2 separate regions of the Mus musculus genome follow, and region 1 is linked to region 2. Evidence: chromatin contacts called from public Hi-C data. All regions are on one chromosome and are shown on one strand. Each heading gives the region's core, a stretch centred on a gene start, on an enhancer-like site or on the middle of the called end of the contact. The rest is flanking DNA. Distances are from core to core; before and after follow the strand shown. Region 1 has its middle 6.6 kb from the start of Gm40726. Region 2 has its middle 64 kb from the start of Gm33919.

Region 1 (5,982 bases), core at 2,133-4,632, 160 kb before region 2:
ATTAGGATTTATCATCAGTAAATGTTTGAGTATCTGTTTTATACTCCTATAGCGTTGGTTATATCTGTTGTTGCGATTAACAACAACAACAAAAAACTTGGACAAAATCAACTTAAGGGGAAATGTTTGTTTTGACTTACAATTGAGAAAGATAATGCCCATCTTGACACAGACTGTGAAGGCAGGGAGGGAAGAGATGCAAGAGAAAAGGCAAGCAAAGCCTAGGCAGAATCAGTTTGAGTTACAGTACCTTCACCCCCTGTCCTGGGCTTAGAAATCATTTGTGCTATCTGCTTGTGATGTTTCTTGGCTTCCATCCAGGTGGAGTGTACAGGATGTGTGTGTGAGAGATTTCTGAGAGTCTGGTAAAGTGATGGGGGAATACCATTCTACGTGTGAGTGGCCCTACTGCATGTGCTGAAATCCTGGACTAAATAAAAAGGAGAAACTGAGCCAAGCAGGAGCATTCGGCGCCCTCTGATTCCTGAGCACGGATGCACCAGTCACCTCCTGCTCCTGACGCTGTATCTTACCGATAGTATCGTTGGGAACTTTGAGCCAAAAACAAACTGCTCTTTGCTTACACTGACCCTTCAGATAGGCTGTTGTAGCAGAAACAAGACAAATAACTAACGCTCTGCTGCGGGCGAAAGGAGAAGACATGGGAAGGGGAAGGTAGGAGCCTGTCTCGACCCATTTTATCCAAAGTAGGAGAGGTGAAGAATGGAGGGGGCAAGCCAAGGCAAAAATGATTCTCTGAGTCAGTCCAAGACTAGTTCAGACGTGCTCCAGAGAAGGAAAGAGTCCCCAAAGACCATTCCGAACTTAGAATGGCAAGGGCGAGCTTCCCAGGGAGACCAGAGCCAAGCACCGCATGCTGAGTAGAAGTCAGACAGGTGGAGACATGGAGGAAAGCTGGCCATGTGAACCAGGATGTGGGAGGTGACAAGAGAAAGGACAAATGTCAGAGTGCCTCCCTCACCCTAGTTTCCTTTAAACTGGGGGATACAGCGAGCAGCTCCATACAGGCTCTCTTAAAAGATGAGAGAAGTTGGCTGAGGCTGTGCAGTAAGGTAGTTGAGGACTGTGTAGGGCAGATAGACCACTGAGCTTGTGGGCAGTCCTGCGGAGCCAGGGCTGCACCTTTGAGTGAGGGGGACGGAGCGGGAGGAGGTTGTGTGCCTTGAAATACATAAAACGCTACAGAGCCACCCAGGATAACAGTACTCATGAGCCTGTGTGCTTCCTGACTCTCAAAATTAAAAGTAAAAACTGTACAAAACCGAATATGGAAAACACTAGAGTGTGCACTTTCCAGACTAGAAGTGTCTGGACCATGATAGAGTGCCAGTTAAAATACAGTTTTGTGCCCGATACTCTATACAGAATCAAACACTCTATGGGGAAGACTCTTAAGAACCCACATCTTAAATACACTTCCTGGAGACTCGAACACACTCTTAAACTCACTGTATTAAGTCAGAAGTGAATCTGGATGTCAGAAAATTCAAGTCTCTCTTCTACTCTTTTGACCTTTGAAGGAAAATATAGATATTAAACAAGTGCAAAACAAAGACGCACATGCATCTAGTGTTGAGAAAAGTTCCCAAATAGTTAATAGACAGAGAACTCCAAGGTTAGAATTCTTTCCTCCCTCTCTTGCCTGTACATAAATAATCAGTGTTCTTGTCTGCCAGCTCTGCCGAGCAGAGAGCTTTCTTGTGTGATTATTTATACTGTTGGGTGCATCACACAAAATACAAGACATAAATCCCTCACGTGAGACTGTCATCTCGGAGCATGCATGTTTTCTACCTCGGTGTGAAATGAGCCTTGACGGCTCTCAGAGGAGTCTGTACTCAGAGCGTTATGAAGAGATCTTCCATCCTAAGTTAAGAGGACAGAGAGACATCTCTTTGCCTTGTAAAGAGCCTGTTGTTACAGTTTTCCACACTGACCATAGTCTTGGTTTTGTTTATTTTTTTTCAAAAGTAAAATACAGAAGACAAGTCCACTCCATAAGGAAGAGCCCATCACCATGAGGAAAGACCAAATACAAGATTGCTGGGGAATCCATTTCACCCTTTCACTTGCATGTGGGCGGAGGATGAAAGCTAGAGTCACACTTTAACATGAAGGACAAAGAGGACTGATCAGGAAGAGATGAGGGCATGAAAGGGAAAAGAAAAGAGAGATGTGGGAGGGAGGGAGGGAGGGAGGGAGGGAGGGAGGGAGGGAGGGAGGGAGGGAGGACGAGGAGGAAGAAGAATGAAGTTAAGCCTTAGGGCTGGAGAGATGGCTCAGTGGATAAAAGTGATTAGCACACAAGCACAAGGACCTGGGTTCAAATCCCCAGAACCCAAATAAAAGCCAGATACATAATGTGAAAGTCTATAGTTAGCTAGTAGCTCTCAACCTTCCTAATGCTGGCATCCTACCATACAGTTATTTCCTCATGTTGTGCTGATCCCACAACCATGAAATTATTTTTGTTGCTGCTTTATAACTTTTGCTACTGTTACGATTTTTGTGATGTTAGTGATTTTGTTACTGTTATGAATCGTAATGTAAATATCTGTGTTTCCCAATGACCTCCACAAAGAGGGCATTCGACCCCTCCAAAGGGGTCGTGTGACCCACAGGTTGAGAACTACTGTTCTGTAATCCTAGTTCTTCTACAGGAGAGTAGGAGGTGAATCTAGAGACCCTGTTTCAAACAAGGTGAAAGGCAAAGCCTAAGACTTGAAGTTGTACTTTTAGCCTCCACACAGGGGTCATGGTTCATGTGTACCTGTACTCCTGCATTTGTGCCTGTGTGTGCATGCACGTGCACAAGCACACACACACACACACACACACACACATCTGTTCTGTCTCCCCCCAGGAGCATGCGTCTGAGTTAACTCTCAGGAGGCTGGAAAAAGACTCTCTTGAGGGCTACACATCCAAGCTTGAAACTACCCTGCTACAGCGTCCCAACTGAATCTTCCACAGGCTTGAGAAAAGTCTCTCATCAGTACCGCTAGCCCAGCCGATCCAGCTGAACTTCCCACTGTGGAGCGAACTCTTCATAGCACAGTGTCCTTAAACAGGTTTCAGGACCAGCTCTAAGATGCCAGCCCATGGCCTTGGACTCATTCTTTCTGTTGTTATGATCCAGGGCCTTAGGTTAAAAGGGTCTATGCATGGGCACATGCATGTGTGTATGTGTGTGTGTGCGCATGTAGGTGTGTGAAGGGGTGAGGTCAGAGAGACACCTGGGGCAGCTTGGGTCTGCATTTGCACTGCCAGTGAAACATCACAAGCTAGATACCTGAGCACTGTAAATTGAACCATTTCAGAGCAAGTCATCTGATCCCACAGTGTGGCCCCTAGGCCCAGAGGTCTGAATGCCTTCCTAATGACATCACTGCCCTTGCCGCAGGGACAACTCCCCTCATCACTCACCCGATGTCATAAGGGCTTCGCCTAAGCCCTTCAGCCTTCCAAGTAGACTTTTGTGTGTGAATGGGGGCAAAGGTATGTTTCCTGTCATGCACCCACAAGGAGGGACTCGAAATGGCCCAACAGCCCATTAACCGTTTACCCTGAAAAGAGGTGAGAAGAGAGAAGGCTGGGGAGGGGGAAAACAAACCTAATTCCCAGTATGATTCAACTAGCTAGCAGAAGCTAAAATCAGGCTTCTTGCAGCTCCCATCTAATCCTTAGACAACCAAGCCCCCACACACACACACATGCCCATTGATTCTTTTGATCCCCGTTTTTGTGACTGACATGCAACTGGGGTTGCTTTTTCTAGGGTCTGGACCTCACAGGGCAGCTGTGGAGAGGGGTGCCTGAACCATCATCAGTCTGTGAAGGAAGATGGTGAGGCCCGGGTTCCTTAAGGTCAGATCAAATGAACTCTGCAAAGCAAAGCTGGAGAGATGTGTCACACTGCCAAGCCACTCTCCGGTATCATGGAGCCAAGGGATGCTCTCCGACAGGCCTCTCCTGTCTCGGAGACTGAAAACCGGCAGGAGACAACGCAGAAAACTGTCTTTAAAAATCATCAAGAAGGTGACCTCTGGTCTGAGGGGGGCTATTGTAAACTTCTTCCCTTTCGGTCTCCGATCGACTTTTGCTCCTGCCTACTGCCCTGCCCGCTCAGCTCCCATATGTGCAATGTACATAAGTACAGGCATGCAGAAATGTATGTGCATGCACAGATACATGTATACTGAGCATGAACTGCAGTGCACACACAACTGGAAGCTCCATGAAACTAAAAACAAGAGCTTTTCCTGAACACGCCCTGCTTCCACATCTGCTGAGAAGTTTGCTCTTGTTGACTCGTTGCAGCGCCCCCATGTGACGCCGTGGTGTATTACACAAGACCTTGGAAGGATCTAACAATGGCTTAAAATGCAATGCTGTTAGAACACTAAGTACGACTTTTCTCTTTCTACCTGATCTTCAGTGAGCCCATAACACTGAGATATAGTGTCAGGGAAAAGTTTTTGCCACCCTCAAGGCACGTCTGCAGGCGGACTTCCTGAGTTACACTGCCCTGAGCTAGGAACACAGCTCTGAAATGGACAGAGGTCAAGGTCAAGTCTGAGTCACTACAGCCCTTCATGAACTCTCTGCCGCTGTAGACTGAGCTGACATCCAGGATGAGAGTCTCCCCTACTGAAATTGAAGTTCTCATTAATACAGGGTTCCTCCAAATGGCGTGTAGGGGACATTAGCATCAGAATAACCTCCTAAAGCAACTGTTAGAATGTGGAATTCTGGCCACCACTCTCTGTCCATCTATTGTTACCAGAATGCAAGAACCTGTACTTTCAGTTTTCGAGTTGAAATATGTGCAACTTTGAGGAGCCATCATTATTTTCCCACAGCCCCCAAGATTGGTGACTTGTGTTTTAACACAGCATTTCACTCCATAAGCCAGCAGGGCAACTTCAGACCCTGTGGTGAGAGAACGGCTTAAGAATAGGAGGTTCCTGGTGCTTTGCCGGTTTTTCCCACGGAAGCAGCTCCACGTACTACCAATACAAAGACCCAGCCTGAGTTAACTTCATCTGTTCTTTCTATATTTGTGCATCCCTGAAAGAGCACACATTGATGAGGGAGCAATGAGGCTTCTGAAGTGAAGAACGCTACCTGGACACTCAGGCCTGCGAAGCAAAGAGGAACAGTTGGAATTAATTGTCCTCCAGAGGGCGCCAACTCGGGCTGTAAGCGGAGCATCCTCTAAGTCTCGCGGACTCACTGCTTCCTGGTTGGGAAATCTTGCTCAGGTTACCTCCTTTGCCTCTTAGAGACAGTAGGTGCCTGCCTCAGTAAATACATGGTTATAATTAATTTCAGAAGCTCCTAAAAGTAGTTGCAGAGAGAGACGATGTGAGACACGGAGATGAAGTTAATCAAAAAGCTGCCCCCATACTTAAGTCTTAAATGAAGAAGTCTGAGACTCCTCCCCTAGCCTTTCCCCTCCCCCTGGCCCCTTCTCCCCTCCCCCTAGTCCCTTCTCCCCTCCCCCTAGTCCCTTCTCCCCTCCCCTAATCCCTTCTACTCTCCCTGCTCCACTTCTACTTCCTCCTACCCACCCCAACCCTCCTACTCCTCCACTTCCCTGGGACCAGTCATCTTTTAAGTATCTCAGTGATATGAGGCATCTTTCTGTTCCTAGACTCACACAAGCACTGATGGTCCTAACCAGGAAAACGAGGTGGGTCTTACAAGTTTCTGCGTTGGGAAAGTGAAATGTACGTAGACTTTTGACTGCCTTGGGCTCAGGACATTGATTGTTCCTATCTTTGGCAAAGGATAGAATGAAACACGAGTTGACTGCTATTGAGCCACGGTACAGAGCGATTTGTGGTTACAAGGTATTGGAAGGGCAGAATCTCTCCCTTTAGGAGGTGCCCAAGAACCAAGAGAACAAACTAACGGAGCAGCGAGATTCTGGGCTTTGACCATGATGGTGGGTTCTGC
Region 2 (6,114 bases), core at 2,943-5,442:
TCCACACAATTCCCACGCCTTTCAGTGGAGGTGAAGTTAGGGCCAGGCCCTTAAATGTCTCTTTTATAATATTTTATTTTTATAAATGTGATAGACTGACTGTCAGCTCATTGTGCTAGAAAGAGACCTACTAGCTATAGAAAAGAGAGTGTGGATTTTAGAATCACAGGATGTGGGTTTAAATCTCCTGTTCTCTTCTTCCTCTGTGGCCACAAGACATTGTTGTAATTTCGAGCTCCAGCTTCACGCCTGAAAGTAGGACCAAGAATATATGCCACTGTCCTTCTATGGAGATCAAAAAGGATAATGCATGAATGACACCTGACCAATGATGGTTCCAGGGGCTGGGTGATGTGCCAAAGCCTAGAAATGCCAACTGCAGAGTGGAGTTGAGAATGTGAAAGGGTAACCCACAGAAAGAGGAAAAGATTAGCAAACAACAGTAAGGAATTAGAAGGCTTTTTTTCCCTAGGTTTTGCTTGTTGGTGAGTTTGAGGCAGGGTCTCACTATATAGCTCTGGCTGTCTTGGAACTTCCTCTGTAGACCAGGCTAGCCTTGAACTCACAGAGCTCTCCTACCTCTGCCTTGCAAATGCTGGCACCACCAAGCCTGGCTGTAGAATGCTTGTGATACAGCAAACAAAAAGACAGGTGAGGGGGAAGGACTTGGGGCGACATCTTGACTTCCATCTCCTTAAGGATCAGTGATTCTGTGTGATTCTGTGTGTCATTGCTGGATGAAAATCACTTGCTTTATTCAGGGCATGTGACTCCCAGACAGGCTCTTCTGCCACTGCTCTCTCTGTACCAGTCAGGGCCACTGGTTAAGTCACCATAGTCCAGCACTTAGGCTGCACTAATAACCTTGAAATCCCTGGTATTGACCCATGGCACCACAAGGAGATATACAAGTGACCTGTCAATCAACACACGAAGAGATGCTCAATGTCACTGTTCACTAGGGAAATGCAAACCAACACCATAAGATACCCTTTACAACTTCTGCGATAGAGCGATCCAAAAGGCAACAGGGAGGGGCAGCAAGACCCTGGAGAAACTGGAGGCATTTGATGCCCCTGGTAGCTATGCGCAGAGCTGTAGCAGCTTTGGAAACAGTCCGGCGGCTCCTCAGACTGACCCAGCAGTGTCACTCCTGCGTACACACCCAAGCAAAATGAAACCACGTCCTCAAAGACAAGCTGGCAAGAGATCAGAGTAGCACTGTGCCTAAGAGCCCCAAAGCAGAAACAACTCAAACGCCCTTCAGTGAATGAAGGAATGAATAAGGCATGCCAATTATACAAAGAAACACATCCTTCCATCATAACAAAAGTCCTGGTTTGCTTCTCCATGGCTGTGATAAAACAATGACTAAAGCACCTGGAGGAGGGGAGGGTTTCCTTGACTTATAGGACACTGTCAATCATCTAAGGGAAGTCAAGACAAGAACCTAGAAGCAAGAAATGAAGCAGAAGCCACTGAAGGATACAGCTTACTGATTTGCTCTTCAGGGCTTGCTCGGCTCCCTTTCTGATACAATCCAGTACCCCGTGCCCATGGGTGGCACCACCCTTGGTGGCCTAGGCTGCTCCCACTTATCAAGAAACACCCCACAGAAATGTCCACAGGCTAAACTGATGGAGGAGACTCCCCAGCTGACAGTTCCTCTTCCCAGCTATGTCTAGTTTGTGTCACGAAGGAAATTCCTAGACTGGAGAAAACTGCTCACAGGTTAAGAGTGCATACTGCTCTTGCAAAGGACCCAAGTTCAGTTCCCAGCACCCATCTGAAGAGGTTTACAACAGCCTTGTAACTTCTGCTCCAAGGGATTTGACGCCCTCTTCTGGCCTCCCTGAGCACCTGCACTCACATGCACATAACCACACACATACTCATGTTTTCTCAAACCATGCTACAACACAGATAGCTGCTGAAGCATCGCACTAAGTGGACAGAGCCAAGATGCCAGATACCCACTACCATCTGAGTGCACTCCATGAGCAACCTACAGAAAGGTAACCCTACAGAGACTATAATGTTATTTCTTTGGACTATCAGCTCCTGAATAATGACATGGAGAGTTATATTTATTTATAATAGCTCAGACCTTAGCTTATTTGTTCCCATTAGTTCTTATAACTTAAATTAACCCATTTATATGAATCTATGCTTTGCCATGTGGCTCGCTACATCCCCTCAGTTTTATATGTCCAGCTTCCTCTGTGTCTGGCTGAGGAATCCTCCCGTCCCTCTTTCCCAAAGTTCCTATCTCTGCTGGAAGTCCTACTTGTACTCTTCTCCTTTGCCAGAGGCCATCAGCTTCTTATTGAGCCATCAGAGAGCATTGGAGAGAGTGTTTGCAAGATATGATGGAGCCATTATTTGATGCACAAAAAGATCACTCCAACCAGAGACATTGATTCTGTGGTTGCCTAGGAAGAGGGATAAAGAGAACCAGAGTGGAGACGGACTCTCTTTGGGATTTGTAATATGTTCTAAAATTACAGTGTTGACAGATATACAATGTCGTGTCCTAAATCCCAAGTCTTAGGTTCTTCTCAGACTGAAGAGAATCCCCAGGCCCTGGACCCAAGCATGCCATCCAAGTCATGCATCAAGCCCGCACATCATAGACAAGGAAAGGGAAGAAAGTGTGTCATCAAGTCCTAAGAGGTTCAAAGCCATGCTGGAGGCAGAAGGACACATGGAGGGTCTTGGTCACTCATTGTTGAAGAAAACTGTGATAGTGCTTTTATCCTGGCTCTATGATGGTATATGTGTGGAGGCAAGAGGAATGAACTTACTTCATGTAAGAGTGTGCTCAGTTAAGGGGTCAGTAAAATGCTTAGGGCACAAGCGTGAGTTCTGATCCCCAGAACTCAGGTAAAAAGGGAGCTGCAGCAATGCGTGTCTCTAATCTCAGAGCTGGAAAGGCACTGGTGAGAAGCAGTTTGTGGCTTGTGGCCATGGCCAACCAGTCCACTGTGATCAACGCAGTCATCCAGGTCCAAGAGAGAGATGCTGTCTCAAACATTCAGGTAGGGATCTAGAAAAAATAGTTCAATGGATAAAGACATTTGTGGCTTAGCCTGAAGACCTAAGATGGGCTGTCCTCTGACCTCCATATGCACACCATAGCATACGTGTCCAGTGTATACACACACATACACACACACACACACACACAGAGAGAGAGAGAGAGAGAGAGAGAGAGAGAGAGCAGACAGAAAGACAGACAGACAGACAGAGACTAACTCTGTGGAGCCCACAGCGAAAATTATTTCCATTTCTCTGAGCAATGCCTGCGTATTATAACTACAGTCTTCATTTTACTAAGCTTGCTGCTTACCTCTTATGCCTACCTCTAGGATGCAGTCTTCTCCCCATCCCCAACACCTAAGCTAACAGAGCATGTAGCATGTGTAGGTGCTGTGCTCCCTGCTGACTATGGAGCAGCCCTGAAGGTCACCATCCTAGAGGAAGATGCTTGGAATAGAGGTGGTAAGCTCACAGGAGGTGCTGCAAGAGAAGCTGGGCATGGTAGCGCTCATAGGAGAATCCTGAGTTCAACCTGGGAACATAGCACATTTCAGACCAGCCTGGGCAATGAGGAGACTCTGTCACAATAAAACTTAATTAATTAATTAATTAATTAATTAAAATAAAAACAAATCCAACAAAGAGAGGTATGTCAATTATAATCTCTTTCCCCTTTCCAGCTTACTCCCCTTTTTTATGCACTGGCCAGGACATTCTTACCAGTTTCCTGACATTCTATCAAGGCTGGGAGATGCTGGCTGTGAAGCCAGTGTTTCTAGGCTGAGGCTGTGCCGTGTTGACCCTGCTGAGAGACTGCCACATTAAACAAAAGCATCTGGCACTTCAGGCAGCAGTGCAAGATCCACCTCCCTACAGCTCTGGATCATTTGAACTGGTTTAAGAAAAAACACAAAGGTCCAGATTCCCACAAAGACATTGAATAAGTTAAGCGAGGGAGACAAGAATGCCCGACTGATCTGGGGGGCTGCAGGGACCCCAGCCAAAATTCCCCCATCAAAGACACAAACAAAAAAAATCAATTTTGAATGGATTTGGACAAACAGTTCTGCCAGGACATTCCAACAGTGTCTAAATACCAGCGGCAGACATGGAGACTCAGTGGTCTCCTGAGGATCAACCCTGGGCTGCCAAGGCTGCCAAGGAAGCGTATGCCCTCAGCTCAGTCAGCCAGTCCCCTGCCTCTGGCTCCAAGACCTCCTCCATCAAGACTGGCTGGCAGCCTGAGTCACCATGATGCATGGCTTCACTCCACCTACTAGAATCATGGCAGCAGCCACCTCAAGGGCAGTTGGTTTTTTACACTCTTTCCTACTCTGCAGAGAAACAGACATGACTCACTTGTGCCCAGAAGAAACAAGCCAGGTTTTTTTCCCTTAAAGCTCAGAGCACCTGATGGTTAAGAAAACATAATGTTGCTTCCACTGTGCCCTTAATTCCATGCCTCATTAGCTGTGGGATACTACGAACATCCCCAACTCTACATCACTACAGCCCTGCATGGAGAAAGAGGCATTGCTGGAACAAAATGACAGGGGTGTTTGCTCTCTGATGTTAACTCCAAAAGTTCTATCATGTCTGCTGCCATGCAGCCCTCCTCAGGGATAAGGGGGAAATTACATTGATGATGTCTGCAGTCAATCAATGATGTCTGTCATGGATCTAGAAAGAAGACTTCCAGAGAGTTTGCCACCTTGGTCAAGACTCCCCATTAAGCAGAGGAGGAATTTTCCTATTTCATGGCCGTCAATACCAAGGCTACCAGAAGGAGGGCTGAGCATAGATGGAGCTCTGTCTTAGGCTGGGCTCTTCAGCTCTTCCTTTCAGTCACTGAGGAAGTGAGATATTCCTCTTAGTCTGGAGCATCCTGTGTCTCAGAAGAGGGTGATGTGGGAAAACTCTGCTAATTAATGTTGAAGTCTACCATTGTCCAGATAGCCTCTTGGGGGTCAGTGCAATATGGAGGACTCCCTTCACTGGGAGATCTTCTCCTTTTCTGATCTTCTCTAGAGAGTTCAAAAAAAACCCACACTTCTACCTGTAGAATGTCACATACCCTTGGTTAAGATTACAGGTTCAACTTCCTTTCTCCTGATATGAATCCATTCTTTCGGCTAGCACCTGAGACTCCTGAAATGCTTCCCCATGCTAACGTAGCATTGTGGTACCCTAAGCCTTCAGCCAATGACCTTTGCCCATCCTGGATATTTCTAGCCCCTCCCCATCCCCCAAATTATATAAGCCAAGTAAAGTTGATCTGCCTCCCCGAAGATCCCAGTGCTCCTTATTCACCATTCGGACTCACAGTTTCTGAACCTACCCCTTCTTCTTCCCACCCCTACCCTACCCCATCCCCTCCCCACCCCCACCCTTCCCCTCACCTCTCAGCCCCACCCCCACCCCCATCTCTCACCTCTGCTCCCTTTGCCTGGGTGGACCAATATCTACCAACCACCCACAAGGGCAGGGAGACTCACAGATGAAGAGAGGAGGAAGAAGGAAAGGCTTCCATTGATCTAGGAAAACGAAGCATCCAGATTCATCTCCGTTTGAAGAGAAGCTGGGGGAGGGGGGGCAAGGGTGAAAGCCCCAACCAGAGCCAGCTGCGATGCAGGAGCATCCCTTCCGCAGACAGACCTAGACCTAGACAGAATGGTGACGAAAGGGTGCAAGAGAATTTGGGGGAGCCAGGAGCCTTGTCCTCCATTATACACTGTCAATGGGAAGAAATAGGCATCTTGTCTACATAGCTATGGGCTGGGGGAAAGCAGTATTTTTAACTTTGGATAAATAAAACCATCTCTCAAACAAAACTTTGGTGTATGGTGATCAAGGTAGGAAAGGTCTGGTTGTGTAACAATCCAACCAGGGGGAAATCCCCTCAGACCTACAAGGAACCGCAAATTGGATCTGAACTTTCAAAACAGGTTCTGTTTTATTTTGTTGGTTGGCTGACTGTGCTTCTTGTAACACAAAAACAATAACAAGAAGCCTGAATCACGGGACCTGATGCTATCTGCTAGGTTTGGCCCTGTTTCTACAACCTCCCTGCCTGTC

Evidence for each region. A called contact is a pair of places that touch in the nucleus more often than the background predicts.
Region 1: a Hi-C map of uterus shows a contact between it and region 2, with 2.1 times the contacts expected there. The contact joins two enhancer-like sites. A contact is called at or near these places in 1 of 484 Hi-C or Micro-C datasets (uterus) and 2 of 115 datasets of contacts at active chromatin or transcription factors (extraembryonic endoderm stem cells and heart atrium).

The regions. Positions count from the first base shown.
Region 1 is chr10:84,018,826-84,024,807 of GRCm38.p6, reverse strand. No RefSeq gene overlaps it. Among named protein-coding and RNA genes, the nearest start is that of Gm40726, 6.6 kb to the left of the region's middle. Within about 2 kb of position 3,382, at least 21 of the 459 cell types and tissues checked have an H3K27ac peak or open chromatin away from gene starts, as enhancers often do. A contact at or near this core is called in uterus, where this site is marked.
Region 2 is chr10:83,859,854-83,865,967 of GRCm38.p6, reverse strand. No RefSeq gene overlaps it. Among named protein-coding and RNA genes, the nearest start is that of Gm33919, 64 kb to the left of the region's middle. Within about 2 kb of position 4,192, at least 30 of the 459 cell types and tissues checked have an H3K27ac peak or open chromatin away from gene starts, as enhancers often do. A contact at or near this core is called in uterus, where this site is marked.